Linked DNA regions of Mus musculus: region 2 is linked to region 1. A link is a contact called in public HiChIP or PLAC-seq data. All regions are on one chromosome and are shown on one strand. Each heading gives the region's core, a stretch centred on a gene start, on an enhancer-like site or on the middle of the called end of the contact. The rest is flanking DNA. Distances are from core to core; before and after follow the strand shown.

Evidence for each region. HiChIP or PLAC-seq counts read pairs in DNA pulled down with a chosen protein or histone mark.
Region 2: an H3K27ac HiChIP or PLAC-seq map of stem cell-derived neural progenitor cells shows a contact between it and region 1. The contact joins the promoter of Dennd5a here to the enhancer-like site in region 1. A contact is called at or near these places in 3 of 39 promoter capture datasets (the C10 cell line and cranial neural crest), 5 of 484 Hi-C or Micro-C datasets (CD8 T cells, the HL-1 cell line, embryonic stem cells and 1 more), 1 of 115 datasets of contacts at active chromatin or transcription factors (stem cell-derived neural progenitor cells) and 1 of 9 other capture datasets (embryonic stem cells).

What each region holds. Positions count from the first base shown.
Region 1 is chr7:109,535,097-109,538,210 of GRCm38.p6, forward strand. It overlaps Denn2b (DENN domain containing 2B), which reads right to left. Exons shown (of 20, transcript NM_001001326.1): 12 at 198-275. Among named protein-coding and RNA genes, the nearest start is that of Snora3, 17 kb to the left of the region's middle. Within about 2 kb of position 1,480, at least 96 of the 459 cell types and tissues checked have an H3K27ac peak or open chromatin away from gene starts, as enhancers often do. A contact at or near this core is called in stem cell-derived neural progenitor cells and uterus, where this site is marked.
Region 2 is chr7:109,958,826-109,961,939 of GRCm38.p6, forward strand. Dennd5a (DENN/MADD domain containing 5A) reads right to left here and starts at 1,597. Exons shown (of 23, transcript NM_021494.1): 1 at 1,249-1,597. The coding sequence starts at 1,357.

The DNA.
Region 1 (3,114 bases), core at 230-2,729:
CAGTCAGCATCAACCCAGGAGTTGGGGAAATGCCAGGCAGCTAGGTAGTAAGCCAGGCTTGGGAACACAGGATTCTGAGAGCCCACCTGTACTTGCTCTGTACGCCCTTTCTCTCACATAGGCATTTTTCTTATCTAGGCTATCTGCAGACTCCTATGAGAGCTGTCACGGGGATGGGGAGAAAGTCAGCATCTTACCTTGGAAAACAAACCGAAGCAGCCTAGGCGGCTGATGACACAGTACACCTCTGGCAACCGAGGCCCTTTCCCACTTGGCTGGAGAGGAGGAGAGAAGGAGAGACAAAGACTGTGTGAATACCACAACTGTCTCATTTTCTCTGGACCCGATCATTAAGTATAGTCCTTCTAGTAAGGATGACTCCAAACATCTAAACTCAACCAGATTCCCAAAGAAAGGCCACTCTCCCCAGAGGGCACACTCAATCTCCTGCCAAGCTCCAGGTAGGCGCTATCCTTTATCCCAGGAAAACAGTTAGTGGCTAGCAGAGGACACAGCAGCATGGCAGAGATTACAGGGTGATTTGTGAATCTACACCCCTAAGGATGCTACCCAAAAGGATGTGATGTCAAGAAGGACTCATGACTTTTTTTAAAAAATTTAATCTTTTTTGATTAATTCATTTTATTTTATGCATAAGTGTTTTTGCTGCATGTTTGTATGTGTATCACAGGTATGCCCTGTGCCCATGGAGCCAAAGGAGGGCACTGGATCCCCTGGAACTGGGGTTTCAGACATTTGTAAACCACCATGTAGGTGCTGAGAATCTAATCAGAGTCCTCTGCAAGAGCAACCAGGGCTCTTAACCACTGAGCCATCTCTCCAGCCCCTAAGAAGGGACTGTGGACACTTTTAGGAACAGGACATGTGGCCTTATCTCTCCCTCCCCATCATCATGAGGGAAACTGCAAAATACCTCTTTTCTCCCTTTGATCCGAGCCCAAGGAAGGCAAAAGCAAAACAAGAGAAGGGAATGACTTTCTATGAAATGTTTCCTAAAACAGAGTCCTAGCGCTGGTACTATATACAAAAAGAGTATGAGAGTGGCATTATCACCCAGTTTTATAGAGGAGACAGCTGAGTTCATGAAGATTAAGCCATTGCCTAAGCTTGCATAAGTAGAAGGCTGTAGCCAGGAGTCTGTGCAGCCTTTCGTCTTGCTGTCTTACCTCCAAACATGCTGTTTTCTGATAGGAAGGAGGGAAAGGAACACAGACACAGGGTAGAGGTATGCTATGAAGTGAAAGAGAACAAAAAGGAAAGGGGTTTAAAAGGTTCGTAGCTGAAGGAAGAGAAACATACTGTGAGCACCCCAGGCAGGCGGGCGCAACCCTGTTAGACTAGAGTGAGTTCATTCTCCAGCAAGGAGCTGGCAGGACCCCACGGCCGCCTCTGGGTTCAGAGGCCTGGAGTGCCTGGCAAGGCCTAGTGGGGAGGGAGCAAAACAGCAGGTGCTGGCCCCTCATGCAGGCTGCTAAGCAAATACAGATGGGGCTATTTCAGTCTCCAAACCTGCTGGCCACAGTCACAGATCTAAAGAGAAGGCAGAATCTGTTTTGTCCATATTAGGCTTGAAACTTACTCCTCTCTCTTTCCCTTCCCCACTCCCCACCTCCCCTAAAGCCCCAAGTGATTAAATCAAGTATGTGGGATTTGGGTTAGAATCATTGTGTCCAATCTGCAGGAATGCCGAGCCAGTGCCAGCCCCCTTGGCAGGGACCCAGCCCAGGCCCTCTCTGAGTGCGCCAGGACAAACATGCTCTTCCCTAGGGGCAGCAGGCCCACTGCAAAAGAGCACAGCTCTGTTCCATCCCTGTGCTGTCAAAGGCAGCCTTTACGATGTTCTCCAATGCCCTAGGGATCCAGGCACATGCTGGTCTTTGCCTGACTCCCAGCCTGGCATCTGGACCCCTTCCCTGTCCCTCAGCACACACGGCATTCAATATCCAAATATCATTTTCTCCCTAGATCATCCTCTGGGGGTTGGGGTAGGGATTCAAGAATGCCAGACTGGTGATAAAGGATTTGGAAGTCAGTTCTGGCTCGCACCTCACAGTTGTGTGACCTTGGGCAAGTCATTCCATCTTGGAGTTTTAATTTCTTAATTTACAGGGTCAGAGTTAATAGTACTCCACAGGCTATCATAAAGATGTTTAAAAATAAGAGACATAAATCCAGTGAAGCATCTCTCCTGGAACATGACAAATTCTAAGCAAAATTTTACTTCCACAGCCCTTCCATTCAATACTAAAAGTTGGCGTCCTCTACTAGACTAGCTATGGTACACCGAGGGTAGGATACATGCTAGACTTTTGTGTATATACTTTTAGGATATGTCCTGACCTACAACAGGTATACAATGAATGCTTGTGGATGGATGGTTGGATGGATGCCCCGAAACCCTTCTTTTAGGACTCTTAGGCTCCTGTCTAGGATCTCTCTCTAGACTGGTAGCTGACACAGCCTTCTCCTACTAATACCTGGAAACCAAAGAACATTGTCAACAACCCAATGACTGACCTTTGAGGAAAATAAAAGGGAAGACAGGCCCTGGGGTCTGTTCTCCCACTAGTTCTTTGTAGATCTACAGCAACCCCCTTCCCCGGAATGATAGAAACAGAGATTGCTCTTTGGGGAGAAAAAAAAGTTTTTATTTTCAAAAGTCAACATCTTTCCCCTAAGTTCAAAATTTTTCTCCAAGAACCCCAGAGGAGGTATGCCCCTCAGTCCCTGCTCAGACTGCAGCCCTACCAGAGCATAGATAGAGCTCCTCCCAACATCATGGCCAGGCGTGGAGTGAGTAAATATAAACTGTGGGGTGACATGATCATATCTAGAGGTCAGCAATCTAAGATGACAATCCAAGGAAGACGAATACAGAGAATAGTCAAGAAAGCTAAAATGATTTACAACCAAGCAGAAGTTGATCTGTCCTTTCAATCATTGCATATAATCTTAGATCCCAGGGTCTGGTCAGATAGGCTACCCTGCACCCTGCTATCCCAGGAGTCCCTCAACTGTGCAAGTGCATGTACTAGGGACAGGTTTAAAAGATCACAGGCTTTCACACAGGCTAATGCTGCAGAAGGATCTAGA
Region 2 (3,114 bases), core at 347-2,846, 420 kb after region 1:
AATCCAGCTTTATCATCTGAAGTGTGCACTCTTTTTTTTCCCCATAAGAAACAGTGGAATTCACCAGGCAGTAGTGTTGCACTCCTTTAATCCCAGCACCCAAGAGTCAGAGGCAGGCAAATCTCTGACTTTGAGGCCACACTGGCCTACAGAGTGTGTTTTAATACAACTAGAGCTACACCAAGAAACCAGTGGGGGGTTGGAGAGATAAGGAGGAGAAAGAGGAAGACAAGGAGGAGGAGGAGGAAGAAGAAGAATCGGAGGAGAAACAAACAAACAAACTGGAGTGACAAAAAAAAAAAAATCCAAGACTGGATGATCACTTTCAATAGAGAAACTGTACGGTGTTCAATGACTACCACATCGTGACAGAAAGGGGGAGAGGAGTTTCCCTCATCGAATCAGCATGACATAACTTTAAAGTCTAACACGACAAGCCTCCAACCACTGAAACCTGCTTACTGGCCACCCAAAAACTTTTCAAAACTGTTGCAACTCCAATGTGGGCGCGCAGGAATTCACCGGGGATTTTATAATTCTTACACCTTCAAGCAATGGGTGCCAAATCTCATCAGGGCCTCACTGTCACTCCCCCATCACTTCCTCTTCGAAAGATAACTTGAGAGGCATCACAACACTGCACAACCTGTCCAACTGGGACGCGCTGCCTTCATTCACAAATGACCCTCGCCTGGTAAAGGACATTAACTTAAAAAACAAACAACAACAACAACAACAACAAAAGCATGGCCCTGGGTACAAGTTCTTTTCTAGCGCCAAGAGAGAACCCGTTCTTGGTGTAACCCGGTTCAATTTGTCACTTCACGTCCGATCAAGAGGGGCAGAACTGTGAAGGAAAAGCCCGGGCCTGGCCTGCTCAGGAGTGAGTTATAACGGTTTTGAGGAACTGGTCTCGCCGGCTTCTTGGGAAGAGGCCAAATAAACTCATCAAGTTTTTGTTTTGCTCTTTTGAAAAGTCTGGGTGGGACTAACTCTCACTAGGAAGTGGGCTAACTTCTTTCCTCCCAAAAGGGTGCTAGAAGGCAAGCTTCCCTTCATTGTGGACTAAGCCCCTCGACCTCTGAGCGCACCCAGCGTCCGCGTCTCCCCAGGTTGCCGACGCGGCGACCACCGCGCGGGGGGCAGCAGGCCCGCGGGACCCGCGTCCCGTCTGCTCGCCCGACCCTCACTGGGCTCCCGGGACAAAGCGGGCCCCGCGGGCCCTAGCCCGGGCTCGCGCGCACTCACCCGACAGCTCGTCCGGCTCCAGCCCGGTCTCGGTGTCCAGCCCGCAGATGACAAAATAGTCGGCGAAGCGACTGGGCGCCGAGCCCCCTCCGCCGCCGCCGCCGCTCATGGCTCCGGGCCGAGCGGGGCAAGCCGCGCGGAGCCGAGCCCCCGCCCCCGGCCGCCCGCCCGCCCTCAGCCGCCGCTCCCTCCGCCGCCGCTACCGAGGCTCCGGCCGCCGCCCCCGGGCCTCGCCGGGTCCTAGCGGCCGCCGCTGCCGTGCCGGGGCAGGGGGGCGCCGGGCCACCCCGCGCCGCATCCTGGACGCTGTCCTCTGCACCGCGGCCTGAGCAAGCCTGAGGAAGGGCGGAGAGCGGCCGCCCGCCCCACCGCGGCCCCCCACCCGCCGCCACCGCGTGCGCACGCGCGGTCGGGGAGGGGCGGTCGTCGGGCGCAAAGGATGACGTGATGCTCTTTGGGCCCCGGGGGCCTGGGCTTCCAGAGCAGCCACCACAGAGTGGCCAGCGGTCAGCTGCTGGGATCCCGCGACTGCAGCCACCTCCACGCGACTGCGACACCCTTTAGAGAAATCGGATGCGGTGTGCGGAAAGAGTGGGCCATGGTGGCTCGTGCTGGCCGTGTCACCGGCATAAGAGCTGCAGGGCTGAACTGTGAAGCCCACCGAATCCTGCTCCTATACTGTCACCACAGAGCAGCTTCTCCTTGTCACCTCTCCTCAGTGTCAGCTTTCCCCAATAGATCTGAGGAAACTCTGTTCTTTGGAGAGAGTGGGTCAGCTTATCTTCTATTTACCTTTAATTTGCAGATAGGGAAACTGAGGCTCAAAAAATGCAAGAAACAACCCTACGCTTGAATCCTGCGCTAGCTCACTGCCCCGCACCCCACAAGCAGGGCTTCTTCCATGCACCAAACTCTCCCCCTTTCATGAAGCCCCAGAAGTCTCCCTCCCCCTTCACTTAGTTCTTTTCATGCTCACAGAATTCTCTGTCCATTCATCCATCTATCCATCACCCTTCATTCATTCATTCATTCATTCATTCATTCCTTTCTTCCTTCTAGTGAGAATTTGCTTGTAGAAGAGAAAGGGTGGCTGAACAGGTGAAACCTCCTGGTCCTTGTCTCTTGTCTAAAGAACAGACCCTCTGACTTCATTTTCTACAGAAGCTAGCCAGATGTGTCTTCTTTTGGTGGTTGGTTGGTTGATTGATTTGATTTGGTTTTTTTGGATAGGGTCTCACTTATAGACCTGTCTGACCCAGAACTTGCTATGTACCTGTATTACCCTGATGCAATACTCTTTCTTCTGCCTGCTCAGTGCTGGGCTTAAAGGCCTGCATCATCACACCAGGCTCAGGTGGGTCTGTACTGTAACATCAGAGGCCAAGGAAGAGAAACTGTAGTGGCTGCTAGCATGGGCTCTAGAAACAGTCCCCCAGTTTGAATTCTGACTTATAATGTACAATATGATATTGGCAACTTACTTATGTAATTTCTAGGTGCCAACAGGCATGATTTTTGTCAAAGTACAAAATAAATGCATGTATAGGTAAAGTGGTGAGGATTATACCCAGAACATAGAAGGCACTCCATAAATATTATATACATTGTCATTGTTGTTACAGAATAGTGTGCGCCAGGTTTGCTCTGGCAGGCAGCCAGCTAAGGACTATAGAAGGCAATTGGCTTCCCCAAGGGCTGAACCTGGGCTCTCTCCTGGGTTCTGTCCCAGTATTCCTCTCAAGTACTGGATCCCTTTGGGAGGTTGGTTGAGAGGTCACAGCCAACATCACTGGAAACCATAGCATCTGCTCCCTATATCTAACCTGAGCGGCTGGGAGAAATCAAGAGGACTGGGTAGCTTTACAA